3 separate regions of the Mus musculus genome follow, and regions 1 and 2 are each linked to region 3. The links are chromatin contacts, called in public HiChIP or PLAC-seq and promoter capture Hi-C maps. All regions are on one chromosome and are shown on one strand. Each heading gives the region's core, a stretch centred on a gene start, on an enhancer-like site or on the middle of the called end of the contact. The rest is flanking DNA. Distances are from core to core; before and after follow the strand shown.

Region 1 (4,403 bases), core at 701-3,200, 170 kb before region 3:
AACACCCATCATGGGTGGCTCGTTCAAGCAGGTTACTTTCAGAGTTCCTGCTTCAGCTGGTTCAAGGTAGGGACTGAGATTTTAACTTCCTCACAAGTCCTCTGTGAAGGTGAGGCTGATGGGAGTCACATATGGGGAACCTGGCTCCGTGAACCTGGATCTTCAAAGCTGACTGACACCCCATCCTAGAAGGTCACAGCCCATTCTAAGACTGGGAAGTGAAAGGAGGAGGGGGAAGCTGCCAGGTGCCACCTGGCATCCGTCCTGGGCAGACCATCCTTCTCCTGGTGTCTACTCCCCCCTGGTGGCCGTGAGACTAAAGCCGGCCCGGCCAGCCTTGAAGCCTATGGCTCTCTGCAGAAACATTTCCAGAGCCTGGAAGCAACCGGGCACGGTGGTGTGCACCTATAATCTCAGCAGAGACTCTTGTAAGTCTGAGGCCAGCCTTGGATGTAGGGTGAGATACTGTCTAAGAAAACAAAAACAAAACAAAACAAAACAAAACAAAACAAAACAAAACAAAACCCAAAGCAATTAAAAGCACACGCTGCTCTTGCAAAGGACCTAAATTCAATTCCCAGCACACAAGTTCATGGCTCACAACTGTCCACCAATCTGGGATCTGAGGGCCTTTTTCTAGACACATATGTATCCATTCTCACACACAGACACACATGTAGACATTGTTTTAAAAGTAAAATAAGTCTTGGGCTGGAAAGATGGCTCAACAGTTAAGAGCACTGGTTGATCTTCCAGAGGTCTTGGTTTCAGTTCCTAGCATCCATATGGTGGCTCACAACTACTCATGACTCCAGTTATCAGGGATCTGACATCAGTGGGCACCAGGCACACACATGGCATACAAAAGTACATTCAGGCAAAACATGGATACATATGAAACAAAATAGTCTATAAAAATTATATATATATATGCACACACACACACACACACACACACACACACACCTTAGGGCTGGAGAGTTGGCTCAGTAGTTACTGTCAATCTTCCTAATCCTGTGACCCTTTAATAAAGTTTCTCATATAGTGATGACCCCCCCCATCAAAAAAAAGTTATTTTGTTGCTACTTCATAACTGTTTGCTACTATTACGAATCGGAATGTAAACACCGTGTTTTCTGATGGTCTTAGGTGACCCCTGTGAAAGGGTCTTTCAAGTCCCAAAAGGGGTCGCGACCCACAACTTGAGAACCTCTGGGTTAAGTGCTGGCATTGTTCCTGCAAGGGACCCCAGCTCTGTTCCCAGCACCTACCCGCATCAGGTGGCTCATAGGCATTTGAAGCTCCAGTCACTTTAGAACCGTAATCAGGCCACACCTCCTCCCCCCAGCAGGAGCTGCTCCAGCCCTTCCCATTCCTCCCTTCTCTACCCCTCACTAGTTCCGGTCTGAGCTGGCTGACACAGGTACATGCCAGGTGCATATAAACGGTCAAGACCACAGGGTCTTGGCCGGTCAAAACCACAGGACAAGGAGCCCAGCCCAACCGTTACCTATTAAGCTCCTCCTGCTAGCTCCACCCACCAATCCTGTTTCCCAGGTGGGAGGGATTTAAGGTAATCTGGATTTTCATAGGGCTTCATCCCCAGCCCCGCCTGCTGATTGGCAGGCTCTTTTCTCAGCCGCTCCATCTCTGTTTCCTCTCTTCTTCCTTAGGCTCTACAGCAATCGGATGTCCCTGGCCTCTCCAGATACCTCCAAGTATATGCACAGGCCTGCACTTGGACACACACACACACATACACACACACGTAATTAAAAATAAAAGAAAACTCATTTTTAAAAAAAGCCTTGGAAGTCTCTGTCCCGTCAAGAAAGATTTTATCTGGGAAATGAGTTCAACAGAGGAATCAAGGATGTTGTTGCTACACTGTTTAAAAGGAGCTGAAGCGGACGCTAGAGGGCAGTCACTTGTTTGTAGTCACAGATGCTTGGAAGCACAGGCAGAATCTGAATTCATGTCTGTCTGACTCCAAAGCCAGCACATTTCCCTGCTCAACACAGCTCCTTGGAGTTGGTCCTGCCTGCCACAGGAACACACGGAATGACATGGCTCTGAGCCTTCTCTTTTTTAGCTGTGTGACACCAGGCAGGTTGCTTAGCTGATCTGTCTCATGGTTCCCATTCATGACAGGGCCATCCACTGTGAAGACCCCAGAGTGGTGCAGGGATCTGTCTGACTTTCCCAGCCTGACTCCAATGAACCTAGGAGCCCAGCCTGTAATCCCAGCTACTGGGGAGGCTGAAACAGGAGAACTGCCTGGGTGACAGAGTTCAAGGCCAGCCTGGGTTAACTTAATAGGTCTAAAGGATGGCCAGATCATCATGGAGGGCTTCTAGGAGGAGGAGGCTCCAGAGTAGAAACGCTTTAGAGGGAAGATAAAAACTGGCTGCAAGATGCCCAGGCTCTCAGGCTGGGACTCTTTCCAGGAGACACCAGAGAGCTACTGAAGGGTTTTGTGACATTTGTTTTAGTGAATGAAAGAGCATGCACCAGGCTGGAAAGACTCTAAGAGGGGGCAAGCAAGGTGGGCGGTGGGGAGGGGATTTGTCTATATTGTGGGATCACAATGGCCCCACCATGGGGATGGGGAAGGGATCTCTCTATGTTGTAGGATCACAATGGCTCCACCATCAGGCCCATTTCCTTCCTTAAGCGTGAGGACTAAGGAGAGTGAAGACAGCAACACTCAGGTGTGCGGGGGGGGGGGGGGCTGCCTCCTACTGTGTGCTGGTCCAGAGAGAACCACAATGTCGCCTCCCATCCATCTCTCCCATCCATCTCTCCCATCCTTCTCTCCCATCCATCTCTCCCATCCATCTCTGGTTAACTAGAGACTCGTGTGTGTGTGTGTGTGTGTGTGTGTGTGTGTGTGTGTGTGTGTAGCCAGAGGACAACATTTGGTCTCATTTCTCAGGAACCTCCTTTGAGACAAGCTGAAACTAGAGCTTACCAATTTCCTAGATTGACTGGCCAGTGAGCCCCAGACATCCATCCCCCTGTTTCTGCTTTCCTAGGGCTGGGAATATGATTGCACACTGCCATGCTCAGCATTTTTCTGTGGGTGCTAGGGGTTGAACTTAGATCCTCATGCTTGCAAGCTAAGTACTTTACTGACTGAGCCATCTCCCCAGCCTATGAACATTCATTCATTCATTTTTTTTTTTTTGACTAACACCTCTCAGGCCTCCTATGAGCCAAGGGCTGGGACTCAGACTCAGATTAGACCACAGTCTTTTGGCCTTGAAGAGTTTATTGACCCATTCGTTCTGTAACATCTACAGGGCTCTGGTCTGGGTTTCAGGCAGTCAAGGGGGTGATGTCAGGGGTCCAGGGAGGATTGCTGGCAGGGAGGCAGGAAGATGGTGTTGGATAGGTGTAATTTGACCCCGTGATTACGCATCCATGTCAGGGAAAAGCAGAAAGCCAGTGAAGATGCTGTTGGCACCCTCAATGCCCAGGAGGGAGTTCTTGTCTGTGGCCTGCAGGTGAACAACCTCCTCTTGCTCTAGCTTCAAGACTACCCCACCTGTGGTCACCTGGAAGGTGTTCTGGGCATAGTCACAGAAGGTGACTACTTTCTGCATGCTGTCCCGATCGCGGCCACGAACGAGATTCACACACAGGTTGCCCCGGGAGCTGGCATGATAGGTGAAGTAGTAGAGGCCAGGCACCTTGCAGGTGAACTTGCCGTTGCGTGGCTCATAGTTCTCGTTCGCGTTGGTGATCACCTTTTCGAAGCGAATGACCTGGTTCGGTCGCAAGGGGCTGTTGATGGTCCTCAGGGCAGAGAAGGCGACTTTCTGTGTAGCCCCGTAGTCCCCAGAATCGCCTTTGGGACCGCGGGGTCCAGAGGGGCCTGGAGTACCCTTAGGGCCGACGGGACCCTTAGGGCCAACTTTGCCTGGAGTCCCAGGGATCCCTGGGTCCCCTTTCTCTCCAAACTCACCAAGGTCTCCAGCCAGTCCAGGGAGCCCTGGAGAAACAGAATCAAGAGAAAAGAGGAGACTAGAGGTCACAATGACAAAACAAAGAGAATGGGGTGGCACTTTGGATTGTTCCTTGTGCCTCTCTGGGTTCAGCTGTCCAACTATAAAATAATGGGCCTCCTAGAGCCTCCTAGTCTCCTTCCACTCTAGGGATTTAACTCTGTTGACAGTCATCAGGAACTGATACGCAGGGCTTCAGTGAGTGGCACCCCCATGGAGCCATGTGACCCCCTGAACTTGGTCAGCTCACACACCTTTGTCAAACTTAAGCCCAAAGCAAAAGGCAGTACATTCACAGCATGCATGCTATCCTTTCCCTTCCCTCGCCCATGGCAGACATCCTTAATCGATCTCAGCACACTGCTGGCTACACCTAGTTGTGGATGGTAGAATTTC
Region 2 (4,350 bases), core at 1,279-3,778, 230 kb after region 3:
ATAAATAATGGGTAAGAGAGATGGCTCAGCCATTAAGATTGTACAATACTCTAGCAGAGAACCTAAGTTCAATTCCCAGCACCAAAAGTGGGCAGATTGCAACTGCCTATAATCTCAGTCCCAGGGAGGCAGGATGTCTCTTGTCCCTTTGGGTACCTACCTTATTTGGACATATCCATATAGAGGTATATAATTTTAAAATAAAACTGAAATAAATAAACATCAATATTTTTCAAGATTAGTTGTAGAACATCAGTAAGAGAAGCCCATATAACATAAATGTCTCGATTTGGAAAGGGGCTATAATAGGCACCCTAAACTAATAGCCTACTGTTGTTTAAATTATTTATTATCTTCACTATACTGGATCTACATGGTGGCTCAAAATAGCTTAGTAATTCTGTACCACGCTTAAACCTAAGAGTGGCCCTGCCCTGAACACCCCACAGTCTGGCCTTTCTCTAGCTCACTGACTCTAAACACAGAGAGAGAGAAGATCATGGGGCCAAAGAGATGTGGTCATCTGGAGCCTGTGTCCCCTCCCTGGGTCTCACTCTGGAGATCCAGGCCCCTACACTTCCTTGCCCAGGTGACTCTTGCTAACTTCTAGGATAGGTGCATCTCTCTTGCAGATCCAAGCTGATCAGACTGGAGTGGCTGCACACTGGTGTGTATGGCCCTAAGGCAGAGGACTGGCCAAGACTGCACAGCTTTCAAATGGGTGGAGGGCTTGGGTGGAGAGGGAACGGGAGACCAAGTTTGTCTATACAAGCTGAGATGTGTGCATGTGTGCACAAAATAATCTGTAAAGGGCAAGAAAGGCAGAAGTGGGAAAAGGTGAGAGTCAGGACCAGGCACCAGGGTCACTCTCTGTGCACTTCATTGCTGCACCATGCATATGCGGGACCCAGGCAGTGTGAGAAGCTCACACTCAGAGCAGTTCTGCATGTTATTATGAAAGCGTGTTTTTTTGAGAGCTGGCTAGGACATATTTTATTCCTCGTTTTGTTAGCTTGATTTATCACCTGCAAATATTTAGACATGTGGTACATGAACTCACATCTGCACTTTTGCCGGGGCTCCACGGATCCCTACCACCTTCTGCTCAGCCTCCATGCCAAACGCTTATCAAGTCTCTCCTGGGTTAACCCAGACAACTGGAGTCAAACGTGGCCATGGTGGGGGTGGGCAGCCAAACTCACATAGAGAAAACAGTTGGTTCTGGAAGGGCAGAGGCCAGGTCATTTTCTCTCCCCCTTGCTTTTAGTGAGATTGAGTAGGGTCTCTGGGCTTTCGTGTCCTGTTTAGACAGAGTTCCTCTAGCTCAGTGGGATGTAGCCTCAGGCAGGGCCAGAGTCTGGGCTCTATCAGTGACCTGGAGAGGGTGTGGCCCAGCCATGGCAAGTAACTATTAACACGGAATTGAGCTTCAGCACCAGCCAGGCATGGGTTTTTAAGCAATATCTCCACTCCATTCATTCACTCCACAAACGTGTCACCCACCCACTCTGTGCCAGACACCAAGCTAAGGGTTGAATCTGCCTGACGTGGGAGAAGTAATAAAAGAATCGAACAGAAACCCAAGCAGACAGCAAAGATTGGTTCCTGTGCTAAAAGGAAGCCTCCACAGCCTTCCAGTTCCTAAGCAGAAGGTCTACACAGAAAGGCAAGGGGTTCGCTCAAAACCTCGCTGCCTGGAGCGCGCCAGAACTCAGGGCGATCCAGAAGCGAGGTTTCGGATTCCCGGAGTCTCAGGCCACTGTCCCAAGCTGCCCGAAGTAGAGAGGCCCCTGTCCAGCTCCGGGAAGGCTGGAGGGAGGTGAGTGCTAGGGAGGGGCCGGACCACAGAACGCGGGGGCCTGAGGGCGGGGAGGGGTCCGGTGGGGACAGCCGGGCGGCACCCCAGCCTGGTGCGCCCTGAGCGCGAGCGACTGGGTGCGCGCGAGTAGCAGCCGCTCTCGCTCCGGTGGCTCCGCCGGGGTCGGCCGGGGATCCCGGCTCCCAGGCGCCGGCGGGGGGCCGCGGGGCGCGGCCAGGGCGGCGCTGCAGTGCCCGCAGCGGCGGGCTGGGGGAGCTGTGCCCGCTCGTCCCTAAGGCCCCGGGCGGGGACCCAGCAGCTGGGTCGCCGCGCCTCTAGCTCGGCCCAACTGGGCGGCGTGCGGCCAAGCGTGCCTGCAGCAGCGGGGCTGAGGCTCCGAGCGCGTCCGGGCGCCGGGCCGGGGAGGCCCCCCAGGAGAAGCCCAGTCCCGCGGGCTCAGGACCGCCCCCGTGGGGGGGGGGTTGTCCCACGCCGCTGGACCCGCCCAGGTAACCCCATCCTCGGCCCGCCCCCGGCCCGCCCCGCCGGCCGCCCGCCCGCCTCCGCCGCCACCGCCGCATCCCGGCTCTGGGGCGGCGCTGACAGTCGGGTCCGCCGGGCAGCGGGCGCAGCAGCGGGCGGCGCGGCCGGCTGCTCGGAGGCTGAGCCCCGCCGCGCGCCCCGGCCCGGCGCCCCAGCCCGTCCGCGCGGCGCCCACCTGCCGCCCCGACGGGAGCCTTGCGGCCGCTGCCCCGGGCTGGGCGCGCACGGCACCATGAGCCCCCGTTCGTGCCTGCGGTCCCTGCGACTCCTCGTCTTCGCCGTGTTCTCGGCCGCCGCGAGCAATTGGCTGTAAGTCGGGCCGGGGACCGGGCGGGCGGGGCGGGTCCCGGGGCCACAGGCGCAGGGGGCTCCCGGCAGGTGTCTCAGCCGTGGGACCCGAGGATCGCGCTCCCGCCGGTTCCTCCTGCCGGCCACCACCACTGTCCGGTCTTCCCTCTGGAGGTCCCGGGACCCCTGCTGCCCCAGTCCGGCTCGGGGTAGCAGGGCTGGCAGTGCGTCTGCACCGGGAGGCTCCTTTGGGTGCTCGAGGGCGCGCGGGGGTGCGAGCGCGGGGCGGTGGCCCGGGAACGGAGCGAGGCGCAAACCGGCGGGCTGACAGGTCTCCGAGGGAAAGCGTCCCGAGCATAATAGCAGGTTAACCGCGAGGAGTCTGGGCGCGAGCTCCTCGCGCTGCGCTGCGCCGCGCCGCGCTGCGGGCTGAGCTGGAGGCGTGCAGAGACCTGTTTCTGCTTGGGGGGCGGGAGCCAAACATAGAAGTCCAGGACCGGGGCGCCGAGCCTCTGAGAGCCCGCAGGCTGGCTCTGGCTGCTCCTCGCTGTTCCCTGAGGCAGGAAGAAACTTCTCCCAACCTTTAATAAAGAAGGCGACAACCCCCATCCACCTCTAAGGGTCTTGCCTAAGAAGGAAGGGGGTGGTAACCACTGGTGACCTGTGTGTCTCTCCCTGACTGGGTCTGCGCTCGGGAGGATCCCTGGGAAGGCGAGCTAAAGAGCTAGTGACTAAGAGAACAAGGAACCAGCTTTTAGACTCCTTCATCCCTCCTCAGTGGCACTTCCTATGGCCCAGGCTTAACCCTGGCCCCAACTTCTCCTGCCCAGAGCTCTGCAGCCTTCCACTGTGGGCAGCCAGTGGGGAGCCAAGCTCCTGTATTGATCTGAAAAGCATGAGGTGGGAAGGGGGGATAGCCAACAGTGTAGCTGGGGTTTCCATGGAGACAGTGGGAAAGGAAAAATTCTCTCTGCATCAAGACCAAAGAACAAATATCTCCCATGAAATTGCCCTGAGTGTCCAATGGCTGTTGCTATGAGGTCATTGTGGCCAGCCAGGGCCCTGGAGACTGGAAAGGAGTGTGTTCGTTGGGGTCAGAGCCACCCAGAGCTTGGGAGACTGAGGTGATGTGGAATTCTCCCAGCTGTTCCGAGAGCTCGCAATTCCTCTGAGGCCCAAAGTGGCTGCATTGTTTTTCCTGGATTCTTAATTTGATTAACACTTCAGGGGCAGTGGCAGAGTGGACAGAAACCAGGGCACAGCCACCGTCCCCTCCCCTCCCGCCCCCCACTTCTTGCAGAATGCTCCCTCCCCCAGTGAGACCTGGGTTGCAGACCTGAGAAAGCACTTTGCACTTGAAGGAGTCTGGGGTCTCTGGAGTTGCCTCTTAAATAGATAGGTTTAGAGGTCTGAGCATCAGGGGAAACTAGAAGTTCAGCTGACCTGCCCAGCACCAAGCAGTACAAAAAAAAAAAAAAAAAAAAAAAAGCCAAGGAAACAGTGAGAAGTGTGTGAGCCAGGCCTGCAGCAAACACGGAGACAGCTGCCACAGAAAGGCCCTCCGACGCTCCTGGCTCTTTAGCTCCCTTTATAGATGAGGAAAACTAAGGCCCAGGGAAGGGAGCTACTTACCAAACTGAAGACGGAACTCAGATGCTTCTGTTTCCAGACAAGGATAATCTACTTCATGCCTGAGGCTGTCCTGAAGTTGACCCAGTACA
Region 3 (4,106 bases), core at 1,042-3,541:
AAATGTTAATCCTAACACTATCTGTGTCACAGGCTGACAGTTCATATTAAGCCTTAGTGCCAGTACCTGGCACAAAGAAATTGCTCAGTGAGCGTTAGCTACTTATTTAATTGCTAGGATGCTATGAGATAGGTATCTGAAATTATTCATTCTTGCCAGACAGGCAGGGTGATGTACAACTGTAATTCCAGCATTTGGAGGCTGAGGCAAGAAGATCTCAAGTTAAAGGTGAGCCTGGGCTGCACAGCAGGCCTTTTTTTTTTTTTTTTTTTTTTAAAGAAGGAGAATTATTTCTGTGCACCTATACATTACCGAAGCCCTTTGAAGAATTTAAATTCCACAAAGAGGCAAAAGTCGTGGTCCTCTTGTGTAATAACACATTTCTAGGAATCATACCTGCACATAGTAGAAGCACCTGAACAACTGATTAAACTCATGCAAGCATAGGTGTAAAAAACAAAAAAAACCAAAATAACTGTTAAATGGGTCATGGATAGCTGGGCGTGGTGGCGCACACTTTTAATCCCAGCACTCGGGAGGCAGTGGCAGGTGGATTTCTGAGTTCGAGGCCAGCCTGGTCTACAAAGTGAGTTCCAGGACAGCCAGGGATACACAGAGAAACCCTGTCTCGAAAGAAAAAAAAAAAAATTGGGTGATGGAGCTTGGCAAGAGGCACACGCCTGTAACCTCAGCACTTGGGAGGAAGACTGGAGGAGCAGGAGCTCTAGACCAACCAACTGGAGATATGTGTGTGTGTATATATATATATACATATATATATATACACACACACACACACACGTACATATACATATATATGTATACACATACGTATATACATGTGTATATACACATATATACATAAATGTGTATATATACACACACAAATACATATATGTATATGTATTTATTTCCAGGCCAGCCTATATATATATACATATACATATATATATATATATACATATATATACATACATATACACACACATATACATATACACACACACACAAATACATATATGTATATGTATTTATTTCCAGGCCAGCCTATATATATATATATATATATATATATATATATATATATATATATGTATATATATAATATGTGTGTATACATATACACACACACAAATACATATACGTATATTTATTTATTTCCAGGCCAGCCTGGGCTACATGAGGTCTGTGTCAAAACAAGCACAAGACAGAATGGGAACCTGTCACCGAAGAACCATGTCTACATTGAGCATAATTTATGCCAAGCACTGAAAATTTGCACTTCCTAACCCTAACCCTACATTGATTGCTTAAACAGCTATAACCCACACCAAGATTTGGATACAATTCCAAGGAAGAGCACTCCCAGAGGGAGAAAACTTACAGTTTGAGGTAATGTGACCTAGGCTATCATACAAGGGGGATTTCCCAGCGACAGCCTCACATTGCCAGCCCTATAAGCTAGCACACCCTAATCACACTTCACGTTTTGTGCAGGGAAAATACACTGCAAAGCTACGTAGAGACATAAAATAGATGGCCAATTGCACACACTGGGCGGGTGATAGCTTTGTAAGGAATGAGAGACCACTAGCTTGACGGCATCATGGAAGCTAGTCACATATCGTGTCAACTGTGCCTCGGGCCAGGATTGGCAAACTTCTGTAAAGCGCCGGAGAGAAATGACTCTGGCTTTATGGACCTTTCCATCAAAGCCGAAAAGCAGCCGGGGCAACTGCGCGCACTCCCCCGCCCCGCGGCAGGCGAGCGGCCGGACAACCCGTTAAAAAGAAAACAAAAAACGACCATAGCTGCGTCTCCGTGCAACTTCACTGCTGGGAGCTGAAGTTTTATTTCCCACGACTTCTATTTCCCCGCAACTGTTTTACAGCGGATAAACAAAAGCTGAGAGCAGAGATGGGAGGGAGCCCTCTGGGCCGGGGCGTCCGCAGCACAGCCCGGGAGCCGGGGAGTGAGGGCCGCAGATGCCAGGCAGTGTCCCGCGTCCTTCCACGGGACGCAACAACCTAGGCTGCGCCCGAAGTGAGGGCTGTTCCCGGGGGCCACGTCCCGAGGACAGCGGACGGCGGCGGCTGTGACCGACGCGAGCCAGGCGGAGCTCGCTCCGCGCATCCCCTGCGTCCCCCAGGGGTCCTGGGGCGCCCCTCACTCAGGGAGTCTCGGGAGCCTCCGCCGCGACAGGGGTCTCCGCGCAGAGTCCCAGCGCCGTTTCTATGGTTACCTGCTCAGCACCGATTCAAACTGCCGTTCTTTATTGACAGCGCCATTGAGGACACGAACACTCCTGCCCGAAGGGAACAATAAAGCTTTCTCCATTCAACAGCGCTGGAGACGCCAAAAGGCAGCCATCTTGGGGCCGGGGAAAACGCCGAGGGCCGTAGCCCGGATGTGCGCACGCCGTAGTCACGTGCTGGGGGACGGTCTCGCGAGAAGGCTGTCCCTGCATCACGTGCACGCTTTCTACCAATGGCAGGCTTCCAAGTTTGGAACCTGGTCTGCTCTTGACCTTTGACCTTCGCCTCACAGTACCTTGGGAGATGTTTCCTTAGCATGTTCCATAGCATGATCCATCCCTTACCTAGCCACTTCTGAGGTTTGCTGCGAAGAGACGACAAAGATTTCTTTCCTTCTTTTGTAACAAACAGTCATGTGCAGGGCGAGAACGAGACTGATTTCTGGACTGGGCTTGGTATGGGTGTACACGGGGTTTCTTTTGCCATTATCCTCTCACGTTTTAACCTATAGCACCACACGCTGGTTATGAACCCCGAGTCCAGTGTCCTGGCAGTCAAATGGATGTGAATCGGATCCAGTTAACATGAGCCCCATTGGCACTGGTCATGAGAGCTGTCCCTGCATCACATGGAGACCCATTTGTCCGAGATCCAGGCTTCTCGTTGCTATGTCTAGCTCCCAATGTGATTACAGCTGTTCCATGGGCAATGACAATATTCAGTCGTCCCCAGCACTGTCGCTGTCAGCTCGACTTGATGCAATACCTTTAAAACAGAAACCGAACCTATGGAGCAGAGCTGTCACTCAAATTTCTGTCATCTAATACTGTGACTGCAGTTTGCAGCTACTGCTGAAGATAAATAATTAGAACACTCTGGGTCATTAGAGCACTCTGGGCAGCTGTTCTAGTTAATTTTTGTTGTGATAAAATATCCTGAACCCCCTCCCCCCCCAAAAAAAAGTCTAATGAGTCAGGCTTAGTGACCCATCTTTTAATCCTGGTGCTTTGGAGGCAGAGGCAGGCAGATCTCTGAATTGTGAGGCTACCTTGATGTGTGTGTGTGTGTGTGTGTGTGTGTGTGTGTGTGTGTGTGTGTGTGTGTAGTTTCAGGACACCCAGAGCTACATAATAAGACCAGGAAGAAGGAGGAGGACCAAGGGGGGAAAGATTTTTTTCAGCTTACAATTGCAGGTTAGTCCACCACCTTGGAGAAGTCAAGGCAAGACAAAGACTTCAAACCACTAATCACACCACATCCATAGAGCAGAGAGAAGTGAATGCATGCATGTTCTTGCTTGTGCCCAGTTGGATTGCAGGCACAGTTCAAGACTCCTTGCCTGGGGAATGGGGCCACCCACAGTGGACTGAGTATTCTGACATTGGTTTACTCAAGATACCCCCACACACACACACACACAGGGACCAAACCAATGTAGACAATCCCCTAGGGAGACGCTTCCCAGGAGATTCTAGGTTGTGTCAAGCTGACAAGGTGCCACACCATGTTCCCTGTCGGTGGTTTGTCAGCACTCGGCCACTACCTTCTTGCCACAGTCAAACCAGTATCTGATAGGGCCCTACCAGGTGCACGGTCACCTGGCCACTGTTACCCACACAGATCACCATCAGCATCAGATTTATCATTTCCGTAGCCTCTAGACTTTCACCTATGGCTGTTGGGAGGACTGATCCCCCACTTATAGCAGGAGCCCCTCCCCCCCAATGTAGAGCTGACAGGTTTAGGAAATACCTATGACAGTGCTCAGCACATAGGTGCTCCACAAGTAAGTACTAAATTATAGTGTTTTTAAAGAACAATGTGGCTACTGGCCACTGTTCTGCATAGAAA

Evidence for each region. Promoter capture Hi-C pulls out the DNA fragments that hold promoters and counts their contacts. HiChIP or PLAC-seq counts read pairs in DNA pulled down with a chosen protein or histone mark.
Region 1: a contact with region 3 is called in an H3K4me3 HiChIP or PLAC-seq map of bone marrow-derived macrophages, with 2.7 times the contacts expected there. The contact joins the enhancer-like site here to the promoter of Zbtb40 in region 3. A contact is called at or near these places in 6 of 39 promoter capture datasets (the 3T3-L1 cell line, cranial neural crest, embryonic stem cells and 3 more), 2 of 115 datasets of contacts at active chromatin or transcription factors (bone marrow-derived macrophages and embryonic stem cells) and 3 of 9 other capture datasets (adipose tissue, macrophages and pancreatic islet).
Region 2: a promoter capture Hi-C map of the SN4741 cell line shows a contact between it and region 3, with 6 times the contacts expected there. The contact joins the promoter of Wnt4 here to the promoter of Zbtb40 in region 3. A contact is called at or near these places in 9 of 39 promoter capture datasets (the C10 cell line, the SN4741 cell line, cranial neural crest and 5 more), 1 of 484 Hi-C or Micro-C datasets (embryonic stem cells) and 6 of 115 datasets of contacts at active chromatin or transcription factors (embryonic forebrain, embryonic stem cells, memory CD8 T cells and 1 more).

What each region holds. Positions count from the first base shown.
Region 1 is chr4:136,876,876-136,881,278 of GRCm38.p6, forward strand. It overlaps C1qb (complement component 1, q subcomponent, beta polypeptide), which reads right to left. Exons shown (of 3, transcript NM_009777.3): 3 at 3,251-3,994. The coding sequence ends at 3,414. Among named protein-coding and RNA genes, the nearest start is that of C1qb, 7.1 kb to the right of the region's middle. Within about 2 kb of position 1,951, at least 15 of the 459 cell types and tissues checked have an H3K27ac peak or open chromatin away from gene starts, as enhancers often do. A contact at or near this core is called in bone marrow-derived macrophages, where this site is marked.
Region 2 is chr4:137,275,107-137,279,456 of GRCm38.p6, forward strand. It overlaps Wnt4 (wingless-type MMTV integration site family, member 4), which reads left to right and starts at 2,529. Exons shown (of 5, transcript NM_009523.2): 1 at 2,529-2,650. The coding sequence starts at 2,574.
Region 3 is chr4:137,046,404-137,050,509 of GRCm38.p6, forward strand. Zbtb40 (zinc finger and BTB domain containing 40) reads right to left here and starts at 2,292. Exons shown (of 19, transcript NM_198248.1): 1 at 2,243-2,292.